Regions from separate parts of the Mus musculus genome. Here all the other regions are linked to region 3. The links are chromatin contacts, called in public Hi-C maps. All regions are on one chromosome and are shown on one strand. Each heading gives the region's core, a stretch centred on a gene start, on an enhancer-like site or on the middle of the called end of the contact. The rest is flanking DNA. Distances are from core to core; before and after follow the strand shown.

Region 1 (3,959 bases), core at 410-2,909, 41 kb before region 3:
AGATCCCTCCTACCTGGGTAAAGTATACTCTGCCCCATCTTCACAGGACGACCACCACTGATTTACAACTCCTTTACTGAATCACAACGCTCCACAGGCTTACACACACTGAGCTTGCTGTGCAGAAAACAACTGTGTCCTTCATGGCTGGGGAGTGTGAATGATACTACACACAAGAAACACTGGCGTGATCTATCCAAAGCTAGGATACACAGGCAAGTGCTGTGACCCACAAGTTTCCGATCTTGGTGTGTCATGTGGGTTTGTATCTTCCCCTGATAGGTTAACTTAGTACCTGATGGAGTACTCAGGGTAGTTTTGTTTACCACAGCATCATGTAGGCTGGCAGTCACCCCTGGGAGTGAGAATGCATGTAATTACCTTATGCTATGAAGTCTAAGGTATTTTTTTTAAGAGAAAAGGAATACAAAGTTACAAAAAAAAACCCCAAAACCAAAAAACAAACAAATAAACAAAAAACCAAACTGAGTAAGTGCCTGTTTACTTATAAGAAGAAAAGTTACAGAGGAGGCCCACTTAGGGTGAGTTTGGAAGCTCACACTAGCCTGCAGTTCTTGGCACCCCTCAGTTCTTACCAGGCCCTGTGGGTGTGGCCTGAGCTGGGATGCCCGGCTTAAATGAATGTCATCATCCTACCTCATTCCTCACCACTTTACGATGACTTCTCTAACTTGGTAATGAAGATGACAGGCTGGGGATGTTGTCACTAAGTAACACTTCCTACAGCTCTTTGCACAGCATTCTGCTTCATGCTTTTTAAATTTAGTTCATAGTGTGATCTTATGTCACTTTTAGGAATTCTGAACAAAATATATTTAAAATATTTTAGAATTCACAGAATATACATGAAATGTACCAATTTTCCTCCCGATTTAAAAAAAAAAAAGAATTCCTAGTCTCTGGATTAGGGACTGATAGGCCTATGTGAGAATTTATAGCTGGCTCTCTTTGTGAGCCCCTTCACCAGGTAAGAAAAAGATAACTTTAATGCACTGTGAAATAAGAACCTTTGTTTGCTTTGATAAATGCCCAAGTATCTAGGCACTGAACGGTACCACAACAGTAAATCGATGCTAAAGAAAAATTATACTTCCTTCAACTTTTTACCTTCAAGATTGGCTCTCACGCAGCAATATTAAAAAGAAAGTTTAATATGTGATAGCTGACAATTTCACCCTAATCCCTGCTCTGCTCTCCCCCAATCCCATCCCCCCCAACTTTTCCCCTGAACTGAAGTCCAATAGACAGCGGGAGAGGAGTCTCGGGTATGCTACAAGCCATTCAAGTCTAATCGAATGGGTGTAAAAACATATATAAAAAGATGAAAGCACTCTGCTTTACATATGGCAAAACACATCGGGAGACTCTGAAAAGAGAAGTCAGACGTTCCATAGGGGCAGGTTAGGTCTGATGCTAATGCCGGCTTAAGATGGTGACAGTCTGGAGCGGGGAGCCTGGCCAGGCTGCTTTAATTTCTCCCTGGAATAGCTCTTGCCCAACCTTCTGCAGCACATCAAAGTCTCTGGAGCTCAATTAAAATTGGATTATATTGAAATGCTCCATCTATGGGAGCTGTGTGCTCACTAACACTTTTCTCTCAGTAATACTCCAGATGACAGTTGCCCATCCCAATTTACACAGTTGTCATAGAGACGGGAGAAGAGCAGTGGAGAAGCAACACAAAAGAAAGGTAAGGGCTGGGCTTCCTGTGTTTCTTGGATCCTGTTTATTACACCAGCGACATTATTGCACTCTGTGTTTGTGCATGACGTGAAGACAAAGACAGCCGATGCTGGCGCTGGGATGCAGGAGCTGTGGTCAAGTGTTTGCAGCTTACTGAGAATCATCCTCATTGTCCCTGCAGGCCAAGGGACAGAGTGTGGCTGACAAGACTAGAAAGTGCCAATACCTACTTTTTAGTTACAGGTATGACCTACAGAGAACAATCCTTTTCTTTTCCAAATCTGCCATTTAAAATGGATAAGTGTGTGGTGAAGATAGTAAACCATTACTGTCATACTCCTATGTTTTAAAATCATGCTGGATTTGGTCAAATCTAATGAACAGTAATGGGTCCCACCCCTGACACAGAAATAGATTTCCAAATTTGGACTTGGAATTTATTTCTGGTTTTAATGACCAGGTAGGTGTTCTATAATCCTTGCTAATTTCTCTTCTCACACAAAAACCTATCAGCCCAGGAAGAACACTGTCAGCTTCCTCCTAGCCTAGCGCTGAAGACAGCTCAAGTGCCTGGCAGTTCTAAAGAAGGTTGTGCTCTGCGGTGTATATGGCTAGTAGTGATCGGACATTCTCATGTCTGTAGACTGTTGCTGGCTCTGTGGAAACTCTAAGCTTTCCTATAATTGGCTTACTGCACTACTAAGACTCTTCTCTTCCCCCTGTGGAGTCACCATGGAAATTGACCAGCCACTGCTATTTTATGGTGTGGTACACTATTTTTCGTGTGGTAGACCCTCCATAACTGTAGGTCGTTTTCTCCTGGGAAGGTGTGTGAGGATTGTGAAGCTTCAACAAGGCAGAAAGCACAGTGCAGGCCAAGGGGGAAAGAAACAAGGATGTGTCAGAAAATCTAAATTTGTCAAAACAAGCCCTGGTTTACACCAACAAGAAAGGTTCTATAGCTTGGGTCCTGACAAAGCACAGGGTATTTATTTATTTATTTATTTATTTGCCCAGCTGTAGAAAACACCATCTAATGAACCTATCTGGGGCGGCTGTCCCCATCCTGTCAGGCATGTCAGGAAATGACAAGCACTGGGGACAGGCTGCCGCCAGTCATAGACAGGCCTGCCAGCTGGAGAGTTCAGCCCCAATCTAATCACATCACCAGAAAATAACTTTCATGCTTTCAGCTTGACAGGATGGACTTGAGGAAAAAAAACTAGGATTGAAAACAATGCTTTTGTTTCGATTACCCTCAGTTTTGCACAGTAATTAAAAGCGTCCACTAACAGGCCCAATGAATGTTACTTTATAATAATGCAAAAGAAAAAGCCGTACCATAGAAAAAGAAATAAATTATCACATGGAGAATGTGGGCACAGAAAAAAAGGAATTTCAAACCATCCTGGTCTCCTCCAATGCACCAGACACATCACCTCAGAAAGTCAACTCTATTTTCAGTTCAGTTTATTGACACTCAAATTGCATGTCTTCAAAACAAAGCTTTCAAGGCTGATTTTATCCTCACAGATGAAGAGAGTAATGAGATAAAACTAGAATTTACACAAGACTGTGAGAAATGCCTTGCTTTGGTGCTGTTGGGGAAAAGTGTCATTATGAACAAGGACACCACAAGCTGGACCACCTTTACCAGGGACTGGATGAAGACCTCATTTCAACTAGACAACTTTCTATCTCAGCATCCTGTGGACATTGTACAGCTCTACTATGGTCACATGTCCAAAGCTGGCCATAACTTGTGTGTGCTCTCGTACAAACAAATGGAATAAGGTGTGTCACATACAATTTAGCGTTTTTGCTGACAAAACCATTTCCATAGGGTAACTTCTGGTGCTGTCATCAAATCCCAAAGTGTCAAATACAATGCTCTAAGCATATCTATGTTGTGGAGACCTTTTTATTCTGATTATGAAAAATAGTTGCCAACTCACATTTTCACTGCATTTCAAAAGCCCACACTAAACCAAGCATTAGTTAGTGACACTCTTGAAATATCACCAGTACAGACATGGAGTTGTCACCCAGTGACTGTCACTCACAAGCACTGTCAGCTCAGCCATGTGTTTGATCATTTTCTACCTATAAAGTGGGGGTAACCAAGTCAGCCTCAAAGGGCGGCTGTAGTGTAGATGGTGGATCTAGAGGTGATCCCAACTCCAAATTGGGATTACAGAAGAATATCTACCCCAGACAGCAGTAAGTGCTGTGGAGTATTTTGAAATGAAACAATA
Region 2 (3,861 bases), core at 951-3,450, 47 kb after region 3:
GCTTGTTTTTTGTTTGTTTGAGACAGGGTTTCTCTGTTCTAGAACTCATTCTGTAGACCAGGCTGGCCTTGAACTCACCTAGATTTGCCAGCTTCTGCCTCACAAGTGCTGGGATTAAAGGCATGCACTACCTCAGCCTGGAGTTTTGTCATTTTTTATTTATATACACTTCATAAAGTACCTATATTAAATATACTCTGTATGATATAGTGCAACAGTGTATAGATATACATTATATAGTATATATACATTATGTATGGAGTACAGCATACAAACCTGACACACTATTTTAAAGACAAGGCTTATCACAGTGTGAGAAGGCAGGTGACTCACACCTCTGAAGGGGCTTATGGAGTGCTGTCTCTGCCTTTGAGCTGCCATTCTGAATCGCTCCTTCCCTGCTCTGTGTGTGTGAAGCTGGGTCTGTAACTACATCTCCAGTCTTTTCAGTGTACAAGAAGGAAGTGAGCAACAAAGACAAGTCTTTTGCTCTAGAAAGCTGGAATGGCAGCCGAAGCCTCTGGTACATGCTTAGTGGTTTAAGAACTTTCAGCAAAGTTTAAGGAACCACTACCCCTGCTAACTTTACACACTTGTTTAGCGATAACAGCAACCAAATAACACTATGTATGTTGATAATATGATTCAGAAAAAGTAGAGATAATGCAGATTTGAAATGCTTCAAAAAATATTATTTAGGCTAGGAGTAGCAGGGCAGGCCTGTGAGTCCAGCTATTCAGGAGGTTCAGGCAGGAGATTTAAAGTTCAAAGCCTGTACTACAGAGTGTGACACTGCTGATGGGGGAGGGGTAAGGGAGGGAGAGAGAGGGAGGAAGGCAGAGGGGGAAGGCTATCCCCACAAAATCCCAGCAGAAAATATAAACATTTAAATAAAAGTAATTTTCTTTATGACTTTGATAAAAACAAGGTAATTTTCAAACAAACAAACAATACAAAACAACAAAAACAAAACAAAATAAAATAATGAACCAAAAACCTTCAGAAGGCTTATTTTTCACAGGATGCTAGGCAAGGATGATGGCCAGTGATCATTTATTTTCAGGACATCCAAGATCACTAGCATAGCTTCCCTAGTATCTCACTGCATGAGAACGGCCTTTTCTGAACTCGAGCCTCTTCCTAGCACAGGCATTTCTGACAGACAGCATGGTCCCTTCTCTCTACAGATATCAATTCTCTAACTGTTCTCTTGTACTTCTGCACATACTGAAATTCTGCTAGTTACAGATTTAGGGAACTCTAATCCACTGAATTCAGCAACCCCCATCTTATATCTTCCATGTGGGTGTCTCTAAATGAATTGGAATATTAAAAAAATGTTAGGTCCACATTTTTCATTTATGCAGAACTAACTGGGCATCAACTGTACTGATTTTTATAGCAAAGATATTAACAGTGAAAAGTCAACACATACACATATGTGTGGTTTACACAAGATAAAAAGCATACAAAGGCCAAAGGTCAGGTCACATATTAGAGAACATGATCACCCCCCACCCCCAAGCCACCAAAACCTACCACAGCGAAAGGACAGAGATGAAATAATAAAATCAGTATCCTCAGCCAGGAGTGGAGCCATGCACAAAACAGACCACTCTATCTGTGCACTCTTTTCCTTTGCAGAATCCAATAAACTGCCATTATATTCCTTCTAAATGGTCCCATTACTAGGATTCTATAACAACGGCCTAATCTCTTGATAATTATAATAAATGCTTATAATCAAAGCAGGGACCATTTAGAAACGGAAGGAGAAAAGCTGCTTTCTATCAAACTCACTATAGCTCCCTGACCTCTGAAGCTTTCAGTGCAGCTTCCCTTCCCATTTTGCTCAAATAAATATTTAAGAAAACCCCAGCTCAATGAGACTTTGACCTGAGGCATTTTAGCCTAACTTTTTGTTTCATTTAAAAATATGTTAACAATTAAAATAAAGAGACATGTTTACTTTAGCACACGCATTCTAGAATTTAAGTGATAAATGACTTGATCAGAGACAGTATTTCCTCAGGGAGCAAACATAATAGTCACTTTAGAAAATGACAGTGTGGTGATGAGCTACCCTCTCGAGGCGGCTTTAAGGAAGTATCATTTTCCTGGAGCACAGCACAGTTCAATGCAGAAGTTGGGTCTGGGCTTTCTTGATAAGCAGTGCTAGGCCATGGAAGTAATTTAAGGCTGGTAACGTGACAGGAAATGACTACACACGATCAGGGTGTCTTTCATCTGCATGCATCTCACTTGTTAGCCGTGAACAGCAAGAAGCCAGCTGTGATGATGGTAGGACGAAACTATCAACCTGGGCTACAGCCACGGGGGAACTTTTCAGTCATTGTTGTTGTTATTTGTTTTGTTTATTTATTTATTTACACTCAATATTTTATTCCCCTCCTGGTCCATCCTCCAACTGTTCGGTCTTTTTTTTTTTTTTAAGTAGTGATTTTTAATAAAATGTAGCAAAAAATGACCCTAAATGATCCTAAATGTTCCTATCTCTATATAGGGTTTCCACCAACTGTCAAAAGTGATGGATCTGATTTATAATCAAAACTTTTGTGCTCAGTTGTGAGAATAAACAGAATTATGAGGAGAAAATTATCAAAGAGAAGGAAAATATAAAATACAGTGCCTTCAAGGCAGAGGCAGCTATGCTTTATGTGGTATTCCCAGAGGCTCCGAGGGAGCTTGTAACAGCACACTGAAAAGCTGGACCCTTCGTGAAAACTTGTACATTTATTTAACTAAGTACAATCTCTGAAAATGACCTTGATCCAATGCTTCACCAGGGTCTTACAATGATCTAAAATGACTGCCTGACACCCTTTAAATAGCATTATTTAAATCAAAGTCATTACGGGGTGGGGGGACAGTATTAAGGCAGGGGCATGAAGGACAGGTCTTTGGTAACACACTCAGCATCTTTGTCATAAGAGTGACGAGCAATAGAAACCATCTTAGTCTTTCGAACGGCTAGGGACAGTGTGATCTTTACATTCCCAGGGGCTTATTCACTGCTTGATGGAAGTAAGTGTCAAAGAGAAAGAATTTATAAAACAGAAATGCTGCTTAAGACTTAAAATTTTATATGCAAGAATTTTAAGTGGCAGTTTCCTCAAAACAAGTGTCACCTAAATAAATATTTAATATTTACAAAATTTAGTCATTTTGTAAACTTAATAGGCTAATTTTCATAAATCACCGCCCACTGCAAACCAAGCATTTGACCATGTCTACATCTCCTGTACAGAATCCCCAGTGACCAGGAGTGAATAGGCAGGAACAGCATAGATAAGAAACAACTGAGAAGTGGTAAAACTGCAGCACACTGTGCAGTCTTTTAACTCACTCATTACTTTAAAAGATGTTTCTGTTTCAGTTAGCCAACACAGGTCATACTCTAGGAGAGACGGATTGTCCCGTATTAAGAGGATGATTAGTCCAGTAAATTACGGCTTTCAGATGAAGCCGGCTGTTATATCGCTGTGCTGGGAAGGGGATAGGAGGTTCATTTCAGCACAAGGTAATTATGTGGGGCCAGTGTGTTACCATTTATCATGGCTGAAAGATGACACTCACTGCTAGCCAAGGGAAGCTGCTGCACAGAGGCCCCCATCTAGATCAATACACCATGAATTTTTTTTCCTGGCAAAAAAAGTAATTATACAACAGAAACTTCCCAATCAATACCTTTTCCAGGCTAACACAGATTCTACTATGTCAGCCATCCCCTAAATCTACCCATTAAATACAAATTAAGCTTCTTTTTTCGTGATGTTAGTCATATTTTTCAGTGTTATTTTAAATCTTAACTACTTGTTCCTGATACATAAGAGAGTGCCA
Region 3 (3,979 bases), core at 536-3,035:
AATTAGCCTGAGAGCAGATGAGCCAAGGAAGACAGCTGGGTGGGGTAGGGTATACGCAAGGGTTGTGGGGAGAGCGCTTGCCCGTCGCACCCCATCCTGGGGAACTACGCGTCCCCAGCGGCTGCTCCCTGCCTGCCGCACAGCTCTTTCTTGTTGATCTGGCGCTCTGGGTTGCCTCTTCCAGCCCCTCTTCAGCTGCCAAAAGGTAGCTGCGCATTCACCCGCGATGCCTGCAAACTGGGGAGGGGCTTTGCAGGTCCCCAGTTCCCTCTCCCAAGGGAATGGTCTTGGGGAATGGAGTAGGAGGCCATCTAAGCGCCAAATGTGATGTACTATTTTAATCTAATTCGGAATCTATCACTCTTGGGTAACAAGAAACGAAATTAGAGCTGGCCCTGTGATGCTTAAAAGGTGGGAGTCTTCAGCAGTAGCCCATTAACAGTGCGTACACAGGTGCTACCATACCCGGGCACTGAAAATTCTCTTAATTTGAAATTAACAGAACTTTGTACTAAAGGCAGAGAACTGAAAACTACGACATAAGCCCTAACTACCCTATCTTTAGTTCATGTGCACTGAGGACTCAACTGGTCATGGTACTGGAAGGAAGAGCGACCTATAAAACCCTCCCTAGGGTTCCAAAATCCAAAAGCTCCTCAGGTTCCAAAAAGAAAAGCTCATTTCTTTGAAATTTCCAAGATGAAACTTAAATAAATAATAAAAATCCCTAACCTGAATGGTTACAAATTATTTTTTTTGGAAGCCATTAGCCATTTTCTCATAATCAAATTATTACATCCCATAAGATTAGGAACCTACTGTTGGTCACCACTGAGGGTTTCTGAGGTGGAAGATCCATCTTTAAGCCTGCAGGGGCAAACAAACTGTAATGGCCACACCTTCCAGTGCCAAGCAAGCTCATCTCTGTGAATTCTCTAGATCCTTCTCTACAAGACAGCTCACTATGAGATGGCACTCAAGCTTTCTCTAAATCTCAGAAAACACCTTCAGGAAGTGTTTCCACTACAGCATACAGCCCTATCTGCTGTCTGGTATTTCAGCACTGGCCAATCTAGCTACAGACAAGGGAAACTGCAAACAGGTGAACTTGTTTTAATTAAAAGGCTCCATTTTTAGTTGGGTAGATATCATCGACTCCGTTGAGCAATACTTCTTAAATTCCTCTCAGCAAATGCAAATGGGGAAAACCTAGGTTAAAAAGAGAAGAGACTCTGCCTAAGGTTTGGAAACATTCTGACTGCGAACACGAACACGAGTGAAGACTAAAGAACTCCCCCAGCTGAAGCCAGCAGTCAGTCAGTAAGCAAAGTTCTAACTTGCACTAAAAAGACCCCAGGGATTAACGGGCATTAATTACCTTACTCTAAATGCAAGTTAGTGACTTTGTTCTAGAAGCCCCTTTGACTTCGCTAATTGGTGGATGACCATTAGTACAACTGGATAGCTCATCAGAGGTGAACAGACAAGTGGGCTTTTCAGCAAAGAGAACCACTTGTCTTCACCAAGTCTTTTCCAAATGTCAATATGCTTCAAGTTATACCAAAGCTGGGAGATTTCATCTTGCTTTTCAACCTGTCTAGGTGGCCTGGGTGGGTTTCTGCCGGCAGCAGTTTCCTACCTTTGGTTTCTATGCTTCTATCCACGAGGGGGGATTAATTAGCCGGGCTGAAGCTGGAGGAGGCTGTCGTGACGAGCCCAGTGGCGATTGGCCGCCCGCCTGCCTGGCCCTGCCTTTATAATTTCCACACGAGTGCATCTGGGCTCTTACACAAACCAACAGCAGCTTCTTCTGACAGACACACACTCACCCCCGACGCACACTCTGCACACTTTTCCTCTACCTGATTAACAGTCCTGCACACACCATGATTACGGGAAAACGTAAATAAATACGGAAAGGGGTGATTATTTTGACTACTGGAAGAGCTTTGCTGGGTCTCAGCATAACTTTTGTTTTTATTACCGAGAAGGTGCTCTCTCCACGCGTCTCTCTCTGACACGGATTCTTTAGCGGAGGGGAGAAAAGGGGAGAGCTCAGCCTTTCACTTTAAGACCCGCTAGTCTCGAGCGGGGGAAAAAAGGCCAGCAGGGCAGGGCGGCCCCCTGCTGCAGCTAGTCCGAGAGAGGCTCGGTGCCTTTTGAGCGTGGTCCCCTTTCTCCACCGAAGTTGGCTCCAGCGCTAGCAGCCGCATTGGATCCCACAGCCTATTGCGAGACTCCGGTGTACAATCCGGATCTCTGCCCCAACATGATCGCGGCCCAGGCCAAGCTGGTCTACCACCTGAATAAGTACTACAACGAGAAATGCCAGGCCAGGAAAGCTGCCATCGCCAAAACCATCCGGGAAGTCTGCAAAGTGGTCTCCGACGTCCTGAAGGAGGTTGAAGTGCAGGAACCGCGTTTCATCAGCTCCCTCAATGAGATGGACAACCGCTACGAGGGCCTGGAGGTTATCTCTCCCACCGAGTTCGAGGTGGTACTCTATCTGAACCAGATGGGGGTGTTTAACTTCGTGGACGACGGCTCCCTGCCTGGCTGTGCGGTGCTGAAACTGAGCGATGGGCGCAAGAGGAGCATGTCCCTCTGGGTGGAATTCATCACCGCCTCTGGCTACCTCTCGGCACGCAAAATCCGTTCCAGGTTTCAGACACTGGTGGCTCAGGCGGTGGACAAGTGTAGCTACAGAGATGTAGTAAAGATGGTGGCTGACACGAGCGAAGTGAAACTGAGAATCCGAGATAGGTATGTGGTGCAGATCACCCCGGCCTTTAAATGCACCGGGATTTGGCCGCGGAGTGCTGCCCACTGGCCGCTTCCCCACATCCCCTGGCCAGGACCCAACCGGGTGGCAGAGGTTAAGGCTGAAGGGTTCAATTTGTTGTCCAAGGAGTGCCACTCCCTGGCCGGCAAGCAGAGTTCGGCTGAGAGCGATGCTTGGGTGCTGCAGTTTGCAGAGGCCGAGAACAGACTGCAGATGGGGGGCTGCAGGAAGAAATGCCTCTCTATCCTGAAAACCCTGCGTGATCGCCACCTGGAGTTGCCAGGCCAGCCCCTGAACAACTACCACATGAAGACTCTGGTGTCCTACGAGTGCGAGAAGCATCCTCGAGAGTCGGACTGGGACGAATCTTGCCTGGGCGATCGGCTGAACGGAATTCTTCTGCAGCTCATCTCATGCCTGCAGTGCCGGCGGTGTCCCCATTACTTCTTACCGAACTTAGATCTGTTTCAAGGCAAACCCCACTCGGCCTTGGAAAACGCTGCTAAACAAACGTGGCGACTGGCAAGAGAGATCCTGACCAACCCAAAAAGTTTGGAAAAACTTTAGAGGATGATCTAATCCAGGGCTGACAAGAATGAGCATTCTTCTCAAAGTCCCGACGAAATGAAAACTTCCTGGTTGATTCCTATGTACTATTTCTCGAGACAGTGCAAACAATCTCTTCCTTTAAAAGGAGTAACAACACAACATTTAACCATCATCTCACACAGGGGAAAAACCACACCACAAGCATCTTTATGGAGGCATCCCCCAGCTCCCCCGAAAAGTGCACAACACCCCAAAACAGCTGGCTGCAATGCAAGACCATGGCCAACTCCAGCAAAGGATTATAGTAATCTTGAGACTTAGGTGCGGCTGCCTTCCAGCAAACAGGGCCCGGATGTACCATCGGAAGCAAAGTGTAATGTATATTTTGATCTGTAACAAAAGTTGTGATCTCATGTTGTCTTTGAAAGTGTGGATATTGGTGTTTTGTGATTTGGTGATCAGAACTGAAATTACCATTTTGGAAACTTTCAGACATTTCCCACAGAACAGAGATGCATTTAAAGGTAGATTTCCTCCTGGTACTTTACCTGTCTTTCAAGTGTCTGAACTTAAAACAAAAGTTTACATTTTGTTTCAAATATATTGCTTGTTCTAACATTCCGTAAGTATACTTGAAATGTTATTTAA

What was found. A called contact is a pair of places that touch in the nucleus more often than the background predicts.
Region 1: a contact with region 3 is called in a Hi-C map of rod photoreceptor, with 2.1 times the contacts expected there. The contact joins the enhancer-like site here to the promoter of Mab21l1 in region 3. A contact is called at or near these places in 6 of 39 promoter capture datasets (3T3-L1-derived adipocytes, the HPC-7 cell line, the SN4741 cell line and 3 more), 1 of 15 datasets of contacts at CTCF or cohesin (the NIH/3T3 cell line), 6 of 484 Hi-C or Micro-C datasets (cerebellar granule neurons, cerebral cortex, forebrain and 3 more), 2 of 115 datasets of contacts at active chromatin or transcription factors (embryonic midbrain and embryonic stem cells) and 3 of 9 other capture datasets (adipose tissue, liver and pancreatic islet).
Region 2: a Hi-C map of bone marrow-derived macrophages shows a contact between it and region 3, with 2.4 times the contacts expected there. The contact joins the enhancer-like site here to the promoter of Mab21l1 in region 3. A contact is called at or near these places in 4 of 39 promoter capture datasets (frontonasal cranial neural crest, macrophages, maxillary cranial neural crest and 1 more), 1 of 15 datasets of contacts at CTCF or cohesin (the NIH/3T3 cell line), 10 of 484 Hi-C or Micro-C datasets (LSK cells, the N1E-115 cell line, bone marrow-derived macrophages and 7 more), 2 of 115 datasets of contacts at active chromatin or transcription factors (embryonic stem cells and neural tube) and 3 of 9 other capture datasets (adipose tissue, liver and pancreatic islet).

What each region holds. Positions count from the first base shown.
Region 1 is chr3:55,740,057-55,744,015 of GRCm38.p6, forward strand. All of the region lies in intron 41 of Nbea (neurobeachin), which reads right to left. Among named protein-coding and RNA genes, the nearest start is that of Gm46804, 35 kb to the left of the region's middle. Within about 2 kb of position 1,660, at least 22 of the 459 cell types and tissues checked have an H3K27ac peak or open chromatin away from gene starts, as enhancers often do. A contact at or near this core is called in forebrain and rod photoreceptor, where this site is marked.
Region 2 is chr3:55,826,866-55,830,726 of GRCm38.p6, forward strand. All of the region lies in intron 38 of Nbea (neurobeachin), which reads right to left. Among named protein-coding and RNA genes, the nearest start is that of Mab21l1, 46 kb to the left of the region's middle. Within about 2 kb of position 2,201, at least 36 of the 459 cell types and tissues checked have an H3K27ac peak or open chromatin away from gene starts, as enhancers often do. A contact at or near this core is called in the N1E-115 cell line, bone marrow-derived macrophages, hematopoietic stem and progenitor cells and 4 more, where this site is marked.
Region 3 is chr3:55,780,725-55,784,703 of GRCm38.p6, forward strand. Mab21l1 (mab-21-like 1) reads left to right here and starts at 1,786. Exons shown (of 1, transcript NM_010750.3): 1 at 1,786-3,979. The coding sequence starts at 2,270. The coding sequence ends at 3,349. All of the region lies in intron 41 of Nbea (neurobeachin), which reads right to left.